Linked DNA regions of Sus scrofa: region 1 is linked to region 2. The links are chromatin contacts, called in public HiChIP or PLAC-seq maps. All regions are on one chromosome and are shown on one strand. The core of a region is the stretch at or near the end of the contact, and the rest is flanking DNA. Distances in the headings are between cores, read along the strand shown.

The links. HiChIP or PLAC-seq counts read pairs in DNA pulled down with a chosen protein or histone mark.
Region 1: a contact with region 2 is called in an H3K27ac HiChIP or PLAC-seq map of skeletal muscle. The contact joins two enhancer-like sites. A contact is called at or near these places in 1 of 5 promoter capture datasets (fetal skeletal muscle), 1 of 47 Hi-C or Micro-C datasets (embryonic fibroblasts) and 2 of 2 datasets of contacts at active chromatin or transcription factors (alveolar macrophages and skeletal muscle).

What each region holds. Positions count from the first base shown.
Region 1 is chr13:126,436,075-126,443,111 of Sscrofa11.1, reverse strand. All of the region lies in intron 8 of LPP (lipoma-preferred partner), which reads right to left. Among named protein-coding and RNA genes, the nearest start is that of TPRG1, 90 kb to the left of the region's middle. Within about 2 kb of position 1,676, at least 9 of the 83 cell types and tissues checked have an H3K27ac peak or open chromatin away from gene starts, as enhancers often do. A contact at or near this core is called in skeletal muscle, where this site is marked.
Region 2 is chr13:125,404,628-125,411,620 of Sscrofa11.1, reverse strand. The region is part of intron 1 of LOC106508008 (a long non-coding RNA gene); the gene reads right to left. Among named protein-coding and RNA genes, the nearest start is that of BCL6, 18 kb to the right of the region's middle. Within about 2 kb of position 5,665, at least 33 of the 83 cell types and tissues checked have an H3K27ac peak or open chromatin away from gene starts, as enhancers often do. A contact at or near this core is called in skeletal muscle, where this site is marked.

The DNA of each region.
Region 1 (7,037 bases), core at 427-2,926, 1.0 Mb before region 2:
TCTTAGTCTCTTGAAACTCTGTGACTGCTGAGAGCTGAACAAAATTCCAACAGGGCAGGGCTCACTGTCTTGTTCGTTTTTTCATTCCCAGTTCACTGAAAAATGACTGGGACACAGATGGAACACAACACATTTTATTAAGCCAATAAGTGAATGGCTTGGAATGAATACCCGGAAGAGTCACCCAATAGCACCCATTCCCATAGACAGACCTGAAATTCCATCACCATCCTCAGGTAGGCTTCCATCACTACCCTCATTAAGCAGTCCCTTCCATGGAGCCAGACTCTATCTCATGACCTGGTGCTGTCTTCATATTCCTCATCGCCATCTGATATTTAGTTGCTGACATGCTTATTGCTTATCAGTCCACAAGTCTGTTTGAGACAGTACTAGATTCACAGCCTTTAGAGCAGTGCTTAACACATAATAGGCACTTAATAAGTACATGCTGAATGAAAAAAGTAAATGACATTAAACTACTTAACATCTAAGGACTCTTCCAACTCGAGTTCTTCAGTTAGCAGAGTATATTTCTCAGAAAAATTAGTGCTACAAATTTCAGTAAGAAGGTAAATGCTCTGAAGTGAGTCACACAACATGGTAGGTAGGACAACACTCTTTTTACTTACAATATCTGTCCACTGTGGGTAACTGATCAATCCAAAGGCAAAATCTCAAATGGGTTTAAGCGATGATATTTTCAGCTACATGTATACATAGTAATGACTGCCTCCCTGTGCATTTCAGATCAGAATTAAATCTACTGTGAATCACCCATTAGAATTAAGAACTGCAAGCAGAGACTAGAAATGTTCCCAATACCATTCTGCTCACGTGTCAGCTCCCTTCAGAGTTGCCTGAAACTCAGCTCTGCCAAGATGTTTATTTTCTACCTGGCTTTATGAATTGCAATTACTTCCTAAATTATAACAAGCCACAAGTGGTCTGAGCCAAACAACTAGGGTCACAGAAGGTTTCTCCTTGTACTTCTCGGGATGACAGAAAAGCTTGTTTGAACCAAACTTTATCCTCTTTCAAAAGAAAGAGAACTTTAAGCCTTTAACTCCTGGGAGTGTCAAAGAGAACAGCCAGAGGGCCGTGAGCTAACTTTGACTCTCTAGAGATCAGTTAAACTGATTTGGCAATGATTTGGCTTCTGTTGAAAACAAGTCCCTCTAATTATACTTCTGCCAGTGGAAGACAAAAGACAGCACCATAACTTAGAAAGGCCCTAATGACATGCCAACATCATGGCTGCGACTGTGTAGTTTCCTTCTGAGCAGAGCAGCGTTGATATATATGTCAAACATGGGGCTCTGGCACCCACTCATGAGAACGTGACCTTCTGAAGAGTACAAAAGGAAGCCAGTGAAGTGATTTGCTTCCTTTCAACCGTATCTTGGCTGTAATATTCTCTGACACTAGAAATAAAATAATTCCATGTTTTGCTCTCCACCCCACCCCCTACCCCACTGTGCCAAATGGCCAAAAGTGGTTTGCATTAAGTAGGTAAGAAAGGCAGAAACAACGAATATAAGATTTTCCATTCTGTAACTGCTGAAAGACAAAGGGGATAGCAAATACAGATGTTTTCCCTTTGCTGCTGCGAAAGGGTGGTGGACTAACTCCTTCAGCGTCTCTGGAATGCAAATTTTCTTTCACAGTTTAGCAGTCTTTTTTGGATTTCAGCACAGTGAACTAACACTTTCCTGGATTCCAAGACCTCCAGAGAACCAGATGGATGAGAGGAATTGGGGAAAAAAGAACCCACGCTACTTGAAAAAGGTATGAATTTCTCACTCTGCATCTAGCCAAAAGCTCTGAAAATTAGAAAAGCGAAATCACTTTTGGTTTGTTCAAATGCATGCCATCCTGGAGACGTTTGCGGAGGGTAAAAAAAAAAAAAAAATCAAAAGTGATTTGATGGTTTAGAGTCTGTGTTCAGTTTAAGCTAGGAAGTAAACTTTAACAGAGATGATATGTTTACTATCAAAGGCAAAAAAGAATGTGGATGGAAGAGATTACACAAGAACATCATCCTATTTGTCTGTGCTCTGAAGCAGTCCTGCTCCCCTGAGCCAATGTGATTTGACATTCAAGGCCCTTCAGGATATTGTCTTCCCACCACTCTCCAGGCATCTATTCCACCACCCGTCCCCGCCCCACCCTTAGTCTTTAACCCTTCAATCCAAATTTTTTTTAACACTTCATAAGCTTTGTTCTTGCATGCTTTTACACCCACTGTTGCCTCTGCCTTGAACATTTACTAACAAGTTAGTTGGTTCACCTTTTAGGGCCCAGGACATGTGAATGTAATCTTTTTACTAATCATTTCCCTTCTTTTCTGTTCTTTCATGACACTGTTCATACCTTCATTCTAGCAGGGATCCTGTGTCATCAGTTTATATGCTCTGGGAAATGCTTCGATCAAGTGTACATCCCAAAGGTGATGATATCAACACATACCTCATTCCATAAACTCTTCTTCCACTGTGATCCCGACAGTCTATCAGGCAGAGATGGATGCTTAGAAAGACATTTGTAACTGCCTGGCCAACAGAATGTGGTAGAAGTGATGCTGTATAACACCCGATGCCACTCATGTCATGTGGATTTCTTTTGAGACACATACCTTTGAGGTCTTGAGTTGACGTGTTAGAAGTTGAGCTACATTGAAGCTGCCATACTGAAGAGACTACATACAGATAGAGGAGGATGCCTGAGTTGTTTCAGAATAGGATTCAAGTATTCCTAGGATGATCACCAGACATGGAGGTAAAGAAGCCTCTGGGAGAACTCGGGCCGAGGAATCTCATGAGGGACCCCAAGCCAGAATTGCTCAGTTGAGATGCTATCAAATTCCTGACCCACCAAACTGTGAGAGAGAATTAATCATGACTATTCTTTTTAGCCACCAACTTTTGGAGTGGTTAGGCATGTAGCCATAGTAGAAGTCTAAGTGCAGCTTCCATATTTGGTTATGAGCTCTACAAATACAACAATTAAAAAAGTATGTTGCTAGCACTAAAGAAGGTGAATGAAATATGGAAGAGATTGCCTATTGAACAAATACTTGAATGAATGAATGTTAACTTTAGACATGGCCAGGCAAATTAATGTCCTTTAACTTTGAGAAGCTAGTTAGGTTTATTCAGCTATAGGGCATTTTGAGTGACAATAATGCCCAAATCATATGAATGCAAAATAGATATTCCTCATCAATATAGGGGATAATGTGTTTTTCAAATCTGGCAAGGTATAGTTTATTCCCAGCAATAGCCTGAGAATATATTGGTACAGAAATATATGTATAGAATTCCCTTTCTTCAAAAGTTTCCAGTATTATTCTTAATATATCTTTACATGTAAAAAGATACTGTTTTGTCTTAACATAAGACAAATTATCTATTTAATTGTACTGTTGAAGAAATTAAGAGGCTAAAATTTCACATACAACATGCAGTAATATCAGAGTGAGAAAGATCTTAGGGGCCATCTGTACCAGTCAATCTGATCCGTAAATTCCCTTTGTACCATCCTCACTCAGTCAACCAACATGTGTCCAGCCCCTGGGACTGCCTGTATCATGTCCAGTCACAGCAGACTGTCTTAGAAGGTGTCCATTCCATTCTTAGGTATAATTGTGGGAATATCCTTTACTATTTCAACTTAAATAACTGCTATCTCATCAGCCTTACTTCTGCCCTCTAAGGACAAATTTGTTGCCTTTTCTATGTAAAAGCCCTAAAGCATACTGAAAAAAATGCTCCCTCCTCCTTAGTCTTCTCTTTACTGGGATAATACCTGGATTCCTTCAGTAATTACTTATGGGACATGATTTTTGTCATCTTATCTTCCTGACCACCCTCCTCTGCGCAAGTTCCTTCAATACTTAGGGCCCAGAAATAAACAATCACTCAAGGAATTACTGTTTCCTCTTTTCTTTCTTTCTTTTTAAATTTTTTTGTCTTTTTAGAGCTGTACCCGTGGCATATGGAGGTTCCCAGGCTAGGGGTCAAATTGGAGCTATAGCCACTGGCCTACACCACAGCCACAGCAATACCAGATCCGAGCCTCATCTGTGACCTACACCATAGCTAACGGCAACACCAGATCCTTAACCCACTGAGTGAGGCCCGAGATTGAACCTGCATCTTCATGGATGCCAGTCAGATATGCTTCCACTGAGCCACGACGGGAACTCCTGTTTCCCCTTTTCTGCACACTCCTCTTTATATGAGTGCAGCCAAAGAATGCATTTACTTTTTTGTGGTCCTATTTATTATTACTGATCTTGGGGTCGAGTTAAATGATTCTCATATGTACTCATACAGTTGATTTTTTAAGATAAGATTTGACTTTTGCCCTTCTTATATTTTATTCTATTGGATTTGGGTTATTTTTACATCTAACTCAAAGTTTTAGTAATATTAATGATCATATTTTACTTCCCATCCTTTTCCTCATGCCAGTAAGTTCAGTTTAGATAAACTTCAAGAGCTACAGTTTTGTTACTATTAAAAGATGTTTGGCATCAAAATCAGTATCAATTTCCCTTTTCCTACACCCACACAATACACCAAGTTCTATTATTTTGCCCAATAAATATTTTAATTCCTTTCACTATTGTCTTTTTCTACCATATCATTCCATTACCTCTCACTTAGGTAATCACTGAAGCCTCCTAATTGGCCTCTGAGCCTCCCTGTTTCTCTCTACTCCAGTCTAGTACTGTACTAGATTTGAAAGAGCTCATCAGACAGCTTTATAAACTAAAGATTCCAGGCCATTCCCAGACCTACCTATTCATTACCTCTGGCATTGGGGCTCAGGCATCCATAACTTTTACAGAGTTCTATGATTGGGCTAGAGCTTCCTGAACTTCCAAGATTGTCTGAAATTTGAGTTTTAATTAATCAAAAGAGCCTTGCCAATGCATCTAAACAAATTTAATGAGGGCATCTAGAGAAAAGTTTGTCAAAGATTTAGATTCCTTTTGATCACTTCCTGGGACACCCAGGCAATCTCAGAGGAAAGCTGAGGAAGGAAGGGGAAAACAGATGAGAGCCAATATTGCAGCACTAGATATCAGTTTGTAAGAACTGGGCTAGGGCTTTCCATGGACATTACGCCATTTAATTGTTAACACAATGCCAGTGATAAAATATCGTCAGTATTTTAGAGGATTAAAAAAAAAATGAAGTTAAGATTTTTAATCCATATGCACTCAAAGTCACAGATTGGCACACAGGAACTGAACATGGATATGCCTGACTCCTATCTACAAGGTCTAGGGATTAATAAATACAAAAATATACCAAGGAGAAACACTGCATCCAGTATGGCATATACAATGATGAATCTGTATATCTCAAAGTGATCTATAGGTTTTAATTAAAGATCACACCTCTATGAGAAAAATCTAGAGTCAGAAGATAGATAGTAGTCCTGGAAATAGCCGTAATTTGCTGTGGCATGCCTTGATACCTGATGCCCTAGAGTTGTTCTTCCTTTCTTTTTGTAGACCCTCCTAATTTTAGCCAGGTACACAGCTGCCCAGGATACATATAAGATTTTTCAGCCTTCCCTGCAGGTAAGTTTGGCCATGAGAGTAAGTTCTGGCCAAAGACTTGGAAGTGGAATGGAAGTGTCCTCAGAAGGATGGGGTCTGGCCTCAGTCCATTGGGATGCCGGAGCCTCCATCTTGGGCCTCTAAACAGGAGCCACAAGCTGAGTGTGGCTGAGGAATATAGCAGGAACCTGGTCCTTGTCCACCACTGTCCTGGATCTCCTGCTTCCATAGAGAGAAATGAACATTGTCATGTTTCATCACTGTTTTGTCACTCCAGCTGAACTTAATATTGTTTTGTGATCAAGTCGAGTTACCCTCCTTTATGCTTCAGTTTTCTTATTTTTGCAAGAAAAAAGCTTGGACTAGATCATCCTAAAGGCCTATATCAAGTGCTACATTCTCTGTGACTGAATGACACAACTCATGGAAAAGATTCCAAATTGAAATCAGGGTATTGACACTCCCATGATCACTGCAGTGCTATTCATAGTAGATATAAAGTATGGGAACAACCAGGGGTTCCCTGACAGATAACTGGGTAAAGAAAAAGTGGTGCATGTATTCAATGGCATGTTATAGGGCCTCAAAAAAAAAAAAAAAAAAAAAGAAAGAAAGAAAGAACGAACTCTTTTTATTCACAATAATATGGATGACTCTGGGCATTATGCTAAGTGAAATAAGTCAGTCACAGAAGGACCAGTAATGCATGATCCTACTTACACAGGATATCTAAAATAGTCAAATCGTAGAAACAGAGAATACAATAGTGGTTGCCAGGAGCTGGCAGGAGAGGGAAATGGGAAGTGGTTATTCAATGGCTATAAAGTTTCAGTTACGCTAGTTGAGTAAATTCCAAAGATCTACTATACAACATAAGTGCCTACAGTTAATAATAGGACGTTGTGCACTTTGAAGATTGTCAAGAGGTCGGATCTCATCCTAAATGTTGCCATAAAAAAAAAAACAAAACAAAATGAAGCACAGCAAAATAAAAGTGACACGAGGGAACCCTGTGAGTTGTAGAATATATCTGTTACCATGACTGTGGTGATGGTATCATGGGTGTTTGCTCATCAAACTATACACTTTAAATATGTGCCATTCTTTGTATATCAATTATATTTCAATAAAGCTGTTAAATGAGGTAAATAATCCCATCCTAACATTAAAAAATATTCCTTCTTCTAGGCAGTTTGACATCATGGCCTGCTAGTGACTGGCCCTTCCAAATCCATAAGATTGCTACATCAGTATCAGCGGAAGCTACTGAAAGGGAGAAATCCATCTGGTGTAGGATGCCAGTATAACCAGTTATCAAACAATTGCCTATAATTGGATAGTCTAATGATATTCCAGTCAACTCAACCCCACCTTGAAAGTCATGAGGCAAGACTTCAGGCTTTATTAGTATTCACAGGTCTCAACCCAGAGTTTGTGTCACCCCATGGTGGAGAGATACATA
Region 2 (6,993 bases), core at 4,416-6,915:
TCCTAGAGCCTGATATTCACCCCCATGCCCTTTTCTGAGAACCAGCCACTCACTGTAACCACCCCCCCCAAGTGCCTAACAACCTTGTGATTCTCTGAAGATGAAAACACTGATATCGTTTATTTTAAAACTGTCTTCCTTAGAGTTCACTGGTCAAACGTGTTATAAGAAAAACAAATCTCCTGTAACCCCAGAAGGATCTCAAAGAAGGTCTTTTTACCAGGAGAGCTCCAAGGTGGCCTCATAGAGACAGCAAAGTAACCAGGAAACCCTTTGACATTTGCAAATGCTGTGAAACACCAATAAACAAGATAAGCACACTAAGACCCAGGGGGCGGACACAGATCAAAGATGTACAGGATCTATTTAATCTCGTTATGGCCAACGTGCTCAGAAAGGGTGATGTTTTCTTGGTATGGAGACAAGTGTCTCCCAGAGTGAAAGGTCTTCTCCAAGAGTGGGTGGGCAGTGCTTGCTTTTGCTGTAGACCCTAGACATGTGGGAGGCTTCAGCTTTAGGTCAAGCATTCACATTGTGAATCAGAGGGCTAATTGCTTGCATTTAGAAAACTTTACCTAAGGCTTTTTAGGGTCTCAAGTGTGTGTGCTTGTGAGATAGGCATCAAACTAATATATAAACATCACACAATTTGGAAGATAAAAGAATAAAGGAGAAAAAAGCATCCATAATCCTACTGTCCTAAAACAGCCAATCTAAACAGTCTTTTATTAGTTGTGTATTTTTGTTTTGACCCAGTCTATTTTTTTCTTTTCTTTTCCTTTTTTCTTTTTTTTTTTTTTTTTTTTTTTTTTTTGGTTTTTAGGGCCACACCTGAGGCATATGGAAGTTCCCAGGCTAGGGGTCAAATTGGAGCTGCAGCTGCAGGCTTCTGCCACAGCCACAGCAATGCTGGACCCAGGCCATGTCTGGGACCTACACCACAGCTCATGGCAACTCTGGATCCTCAACCCACTGCTCGAGGCCAGGGATCAAACCCATGTCTTCATGGATACTAGCTGGGTTCATTACCACTCAGCCATGATGGGAATTCCCAACCTGATATATTTTTTTATGTAAGAGTATTTTTTAAACATAGTTATAAATATGATATATACATATACAAAATATATATATTACACTATGCATATATATACTACTTCTTTTCACTTTACCTGTTATCATAAGTACTTTCCAATTCTGCTTTTTAAAAATTAGTTGTATTATAATTCGTTTGGCTACTCTCTATCCAGCACCTTTTCCTCAACCAATCATGAGAGAACATAAAGGTTATTCAACTTTTTTGTTGTTCGATACAATGCTTGGATGCATATACTCATTCATTCATTTTTTTCCCCCTGTGTGTTGAATTGTGCCTTGGAGATAGATTCCTAGAAGTAGAATTACTGGGTCAAAAGGCATAACTGCATTTTTGATTCTTGAGACATGTGACCAAACAGATTGCTGAGAGTCATACTAATCAAATTAGAGGAATCATGCCATCAAGCATTCAGTCTCGGTGCATTTCACCAAGAATTATTTAAACATCAGCCTCCATAGTGAACATAAGTGTTGGACCAAAGATCTTATAACCACTTGGCAGAGAGGCTGATCTCAGCGGGAAAAGGTGAAGGGGGAGTTGCTGGCATAGCTCAGTGGAAATGAATCTGACTAGCATCCATGAGGACACAGGTTCAATCCCTGGCCTCGCTCAGTGGGTTAAGGATCCGGCATTGCTGTGAGTTGTGGTGTAGGCTGCAGACTCTGCTCGATCCCGCTTGCTCTACCTGTGGTGTAGGCCGGCGGCTACAGCTCTGATTAGACCCCTAGCCTGGGAACCTCCATATGTCATGGTTGTGGCTCTAAAAAGAAAAAGAAAAAAAAAAAATGTGAAGGGGAAGAAGGAAGAAACCTTTAAAACTTGGTGCAGCATGGGCACCACTGGTAACTGACAATTGGTTAGAAATGAATAAGGCATTTCTGAAATAATGTATATTGATGTAATAGCAGTCCTCAGTTTACTAAAATGAATACTGCAGCCAAATAAATGATTCAGGGAACACTGGTGAATGGGAATCAACTCTACCACTAATTTGTGCGGTGGTCTTGGCAAACTGTTTCCCTCTCTGGATTCTTCTGGTTTAGATGATGGGGTCATATTCAGATAATAAAGACAAACTTGTAACATTACAGGGTCCACTCAGCATTCTTCTCCAGACCCAGAGTTAAACTCTGATGAGATCCACAGTTCCTCCAGAGTTGTACCATGAGAGGCCAAACATTCTAGGAAGCTCTTGGGGCTCTTCCAAACTCAGTGGTGGATCTCTGAGTATTATACCTCCCATAGGGACTGAAGGCTAGATCTTTCAGGGCCTTGTTTCCGTCGAGGGTTTTCAGAAAGAAATGTGGAATAAGCAGATTGATGAGGTGACTTGAGTCATCTACCACCATGACAACATTTGGCCTTTGGTGCCTCCCTAGTGTTCTCCTGACAGTTCTTTATCCAGATGGTGACATACAGAAATTAGCTAAATTGCTTTCAATTTAGTAAACGAAAAGAATAAATGCAGATCCCTCATTTCCATGACTCTATTTTGGGGGCATGGTTGAGTGGGAAGCCAGTCTGTCCGATTTCAAAAGAGACCTAGCTCACTTTTTGGAGGTTGCTGGTATTGAATATAACAATAAATATATGCCCCCCCAATATTTTTTAAACACTAAAATTGAGAAGATAGTACTGAGAACAACCCTGTACCCAGTTTCCTGTATTATTAACATTTTATATTACTATGCTACATTTATAACTAATGAAACAATACTGACACAATATTACTAACTGAAGTTCATCATTTATTCATAGTTGTCTGGCTTGACCTTAAGTCTTTTTCTGTTCCATGATCCCATCCATGATACTATATTATATTGTCATATCTCTTAGGCTACTCTTGGCTGTGGCAGTTTGTCGGACTTTCCTTGATGGTTTTGAGAAGCACTAGTGAAGTATATTGTAAAAGGCTCCTCTGTTGGAATTTGATACATTTCTCATAAGTACACTGGGGTTTGGGGAGAAGACCACAGAGGTAAAGAGCCATTCTCATCACTTCATATCCAAGGTACATACAATCACCCTGGTTTATAATTGCTGATATAGACCTTGATAACCTGGCTGGTGCAGTGTCTGTCAGGTTTCTACATGTAAAATTATTCCCTCCCTCATTTCCTCCCTTCCCATATTCTAGCCTTTGGAAGGAAGTCACTATGCCTAGTTCACATTGGAGGAGTGAGGAGTTAAACACGCCCCCCACCACCTCCACCCCCATCTTTGAGAGCAGTGTTTCTGCATAAATTATTTGGAATTCTGCAAGGGAGAATTGTCTCTTTTCTCCCATTTATTAATTTATTTAAAATTTATTCATATCACTGAGGATTCGTGTACATTTACTTTATACTTTGGATTGTAATTCAATATTACTCAATTTTCCCCCCTCAAAAATTCTCTGGCTTTGACTATTGGAAGCTCTTCAGGTGGCTCCAGTGTCTCTTTGAAATCTTCCCCATCAATGTGGGCTTTGTTTGTTTGCTTTTTAGTGCTTCCTTATTTAGGGTGCTATGTTCCATACTCCCTGTCCCGTTTGGAGATATAGAACCAGCAATTTTCCCTCCTGGGAGAAGCTCCTGCCTTGCTTTTCTTACTGGAGAAAAGTATCAGAAATTAAGATCTGGCACCAGGCAGGGTCTTTGATACTGCAGCATCATTGCTTCTAGGCCAAAAATATATTACATTTTACATTTTTAACACTAACATACATACAATTACAGCACAGTTGTACTCTTCATGAGACAATTATAGGTTTATTAACAGTATTAAATCACAGTACCACAGGAGCCTGTGGGGCCTCCTATGCTGGGTCCTCTACTGGGACACACACAGAATGTATGGATGACGGTCTGCTCCTTTCCATCCTGTCAGTGTACGGCTAAGACCGACTAGAACTTCAGTGGAGCTGATGTCAAAAGACCAAAGGTGGGGCCTTCTCTGAAGGGAAGGTCATGGCAAATGGCTCTTTTGCAGGGCTGCTTACCCCACATCCTCTTTTCACAATAAGCCATGGAAAAACACAATGGATTTAAAACCAGGACATCAGAGTTCTGGATCTGGTTCAGTTTGATGCAGTGCATGTGGCAAATGCATTCTGTGTGGGCCTCAATTTTCAATTACACACTATCGGTCATGTTGGATTGGAAAATTGCTGAGGACCCTCCCAGGGTTGCACATGACAACTCTCAATAGTTTTCCCTTAGAGAATGTAATTGGCTCCATCTCTTCTTGTATGTGGGCATCCATATTCCAGAAGGTCTGAGTGGAAGGGCACAGTTGGTGGGGAGGTTGGCGTTTAATAAATAGGAGTTACTTTATTATTTCCTGCAGATGCCAAAGTCTGTTAAAGGACTTTCTTTGTCCAGATAAGCAGGCCTTAGACCTTTCTTTTTAAAGAGTGGAGATCTAAAAAGGATACAAAGTATTGATGGAAAATATCTCTTTCATTGCCTTCAAGTTTGTTCTGGTAGAGCAAGGCTTATTTATTTATTTATTTATTTTAATAAGGGCAAACTTCTCATCTGTTATTTCCTCTGACTTCAAATAATTACCTTTAATGCGATGACGGCTGAAGTACTTCTAAGTTTCTCACCAGGAATCTCTCTCTAGGTTTTTTTTTTTTTCCCTCCTTTTTCTTCGTGTGTGTGTGTGTGTGTGTGTGTGTGTGTGTGTGTTTATGACTATTATGACATATTTTTTACATCCATGTGGAGCCTAGCGGCTTAAAGAGTGTCCAGCTTACAAGTCCTATCACTGACTGGGACAATTTCCAAAAACAAACAGAAAAAGAAGGAAAAAAAAAACAAAAAACATAGTGCAGAAAAGATGCTTGGGAACTGTCACATCTGATTATAAATGCTGGAGATCAAAGGTATAACGTCTTAGAATTGGCTTCCTCCAGCTCTTAACATTGAAAATCTTCAGTTGGCTTTTGGACTTACTCAGCAGAATCCCAGACTTTGGTCCACAATTGGTTAAAAATTGATAGAGGTGAGGATTCTGGGAGTGCCTTCTTTACTTAGAAGTTTACATTTTAACTCCTTCTCTCACCTCAGGGACACATATACACTTGCCTCTTTTCCAGCCCCCCTCACCTTAAAGTTATCTAAATGTGTATTTAGCTATAAAAGTATAAAAGTTAGAATAGAGAGACAGCCTACAAAACATCTGGGTTACTCCTTCAAACTGTTGAGGAAACTGAGTCCTGACACGTGGTTTCGCCCCATGTCCCATAAGGAGTTCCAGGCAGAACCGTAATTAGAAACCAAGGTTCTTTGGCAAGAAATCCATGTTTTGTTTTGTTTTTCTTTTACCTCACACTGTGCCCCCATGGAGTTACACGTTTGTGCCTATTTCTCTGTATGTACATATGTTACATAGACGTGGACACGTAGGAAACATGCACCAAGCATCTGTGGTCTGACCTCAGGGAACAGTTTAATGACTCGGATTTCAGGCAGCTGAAAGGGTTCTGCGGGTGGAGGTTGAAATAAACAAGAAAAGCCACTGTGGAGATGTGAATGGAAAAGTACCGAGCACTCCCTCCCTCTGCACATTCTTCTGCTCTCCAGCTCTGCCTGCAGTCAAGCCGGCTTCAGATAGGCTTTGGCATGGTCAGGTGTACAGAGGGCGGTGTGGAGAAGGAAAAAAAAAAAATGCAGGCACAACACGCAAATCAAGTTTTTCCACTTCTAGCCTTAGGTAGTAAAGACAGCTAAGTAAGGCAGCCTGGCGGGAGGGTGGGCCAGACACCCTGAGTTGACAAACACTCAAGTGCTTTCCTCCCTGCATCTCCCTCCTGGTCCAGCTGCTGCTTTCCCTCATGCTAAGGTTTCATAGGAAGTGAAAACCCTGTTATTCAAAACAGTGATTGAAGGCAATAAACAAATGATTATGCACCCCCATCGCTTCTCTATTTTAAGCTCCTGATATTTATTTCCATTTTAAATAAGTGAGAAAAGTGTAGGAAAAAAAAATCAGTGTTTTGGGGGAAAACTCTGAGCTAGGCTGAAAAGGTTTCTAAAGAAAAAAAAAGGCTCAGAATTAATACAGGCTGAAAGCAGGCAGCATATGGATCAAAATTAAACGTTGACACTTCTTTTTCTGAAGGTAGTGGCTGGAAATCATCTTCCTTATTTTTTTTAATGTCTCAAAAGTTTCTGCTCAATTTCTCTAAATCATACCAAGAAAATTTCTTTCTTTCTCTAAAGATAATATAGGGAGCTCGCTTACAATAGCTCTAAGTAAAAGATTTGAAATAAAACGAATGGATAAATAAGATCTCCCTTATCCTTCACAAATAGTGTTGAGTGCTGTAGCAGGGGTGACAAGCATAACCAAGTCCCAAATGACCCTCCAAGCCCAATATTCATCGGGACTTGAAGTTTGTTCCGAGAACTGGCTTACGATTTACACAGAGCCCAAAGCAGCCTTCCTTTCCTCAGTTCTGCCAGAAAACAAGATACTCACCTCCAAATCCAGGTAGTCAGATCACCCTGATTCTCTAAAATGACACAAAACCATTACACCACAAAGATCTGTTTTCAGTTGTGTCCTGGGGTCCCACATGCCTCAGTGAGGGCTGTCCTGTCCTCTTGAAAGAAGGAAGCCTCCAGGAGTTGAGTCATAGATCTGCAGGGATCCTTCCCGTTCCACAATCTATAATTCTGTGATGTGAAAGTTTAAAGATCTACCAAGGTGCCAAAAGCTCCTGACAGGTGAAACTCATTTCCGGTTTGGAGCCCCTTAGAAATAGGCCATGACAGTGTTTATTCCAAGTATAGTTTCCTTTTCAGAGATGACTGAACTGTGGGCAAGGTTTCATGAGGGGAACTGGAGGCAAAAATCTGTTCCTCTTCTTAACTAGAAGTAATATTAGGGCCAAGCTATTTTATTTT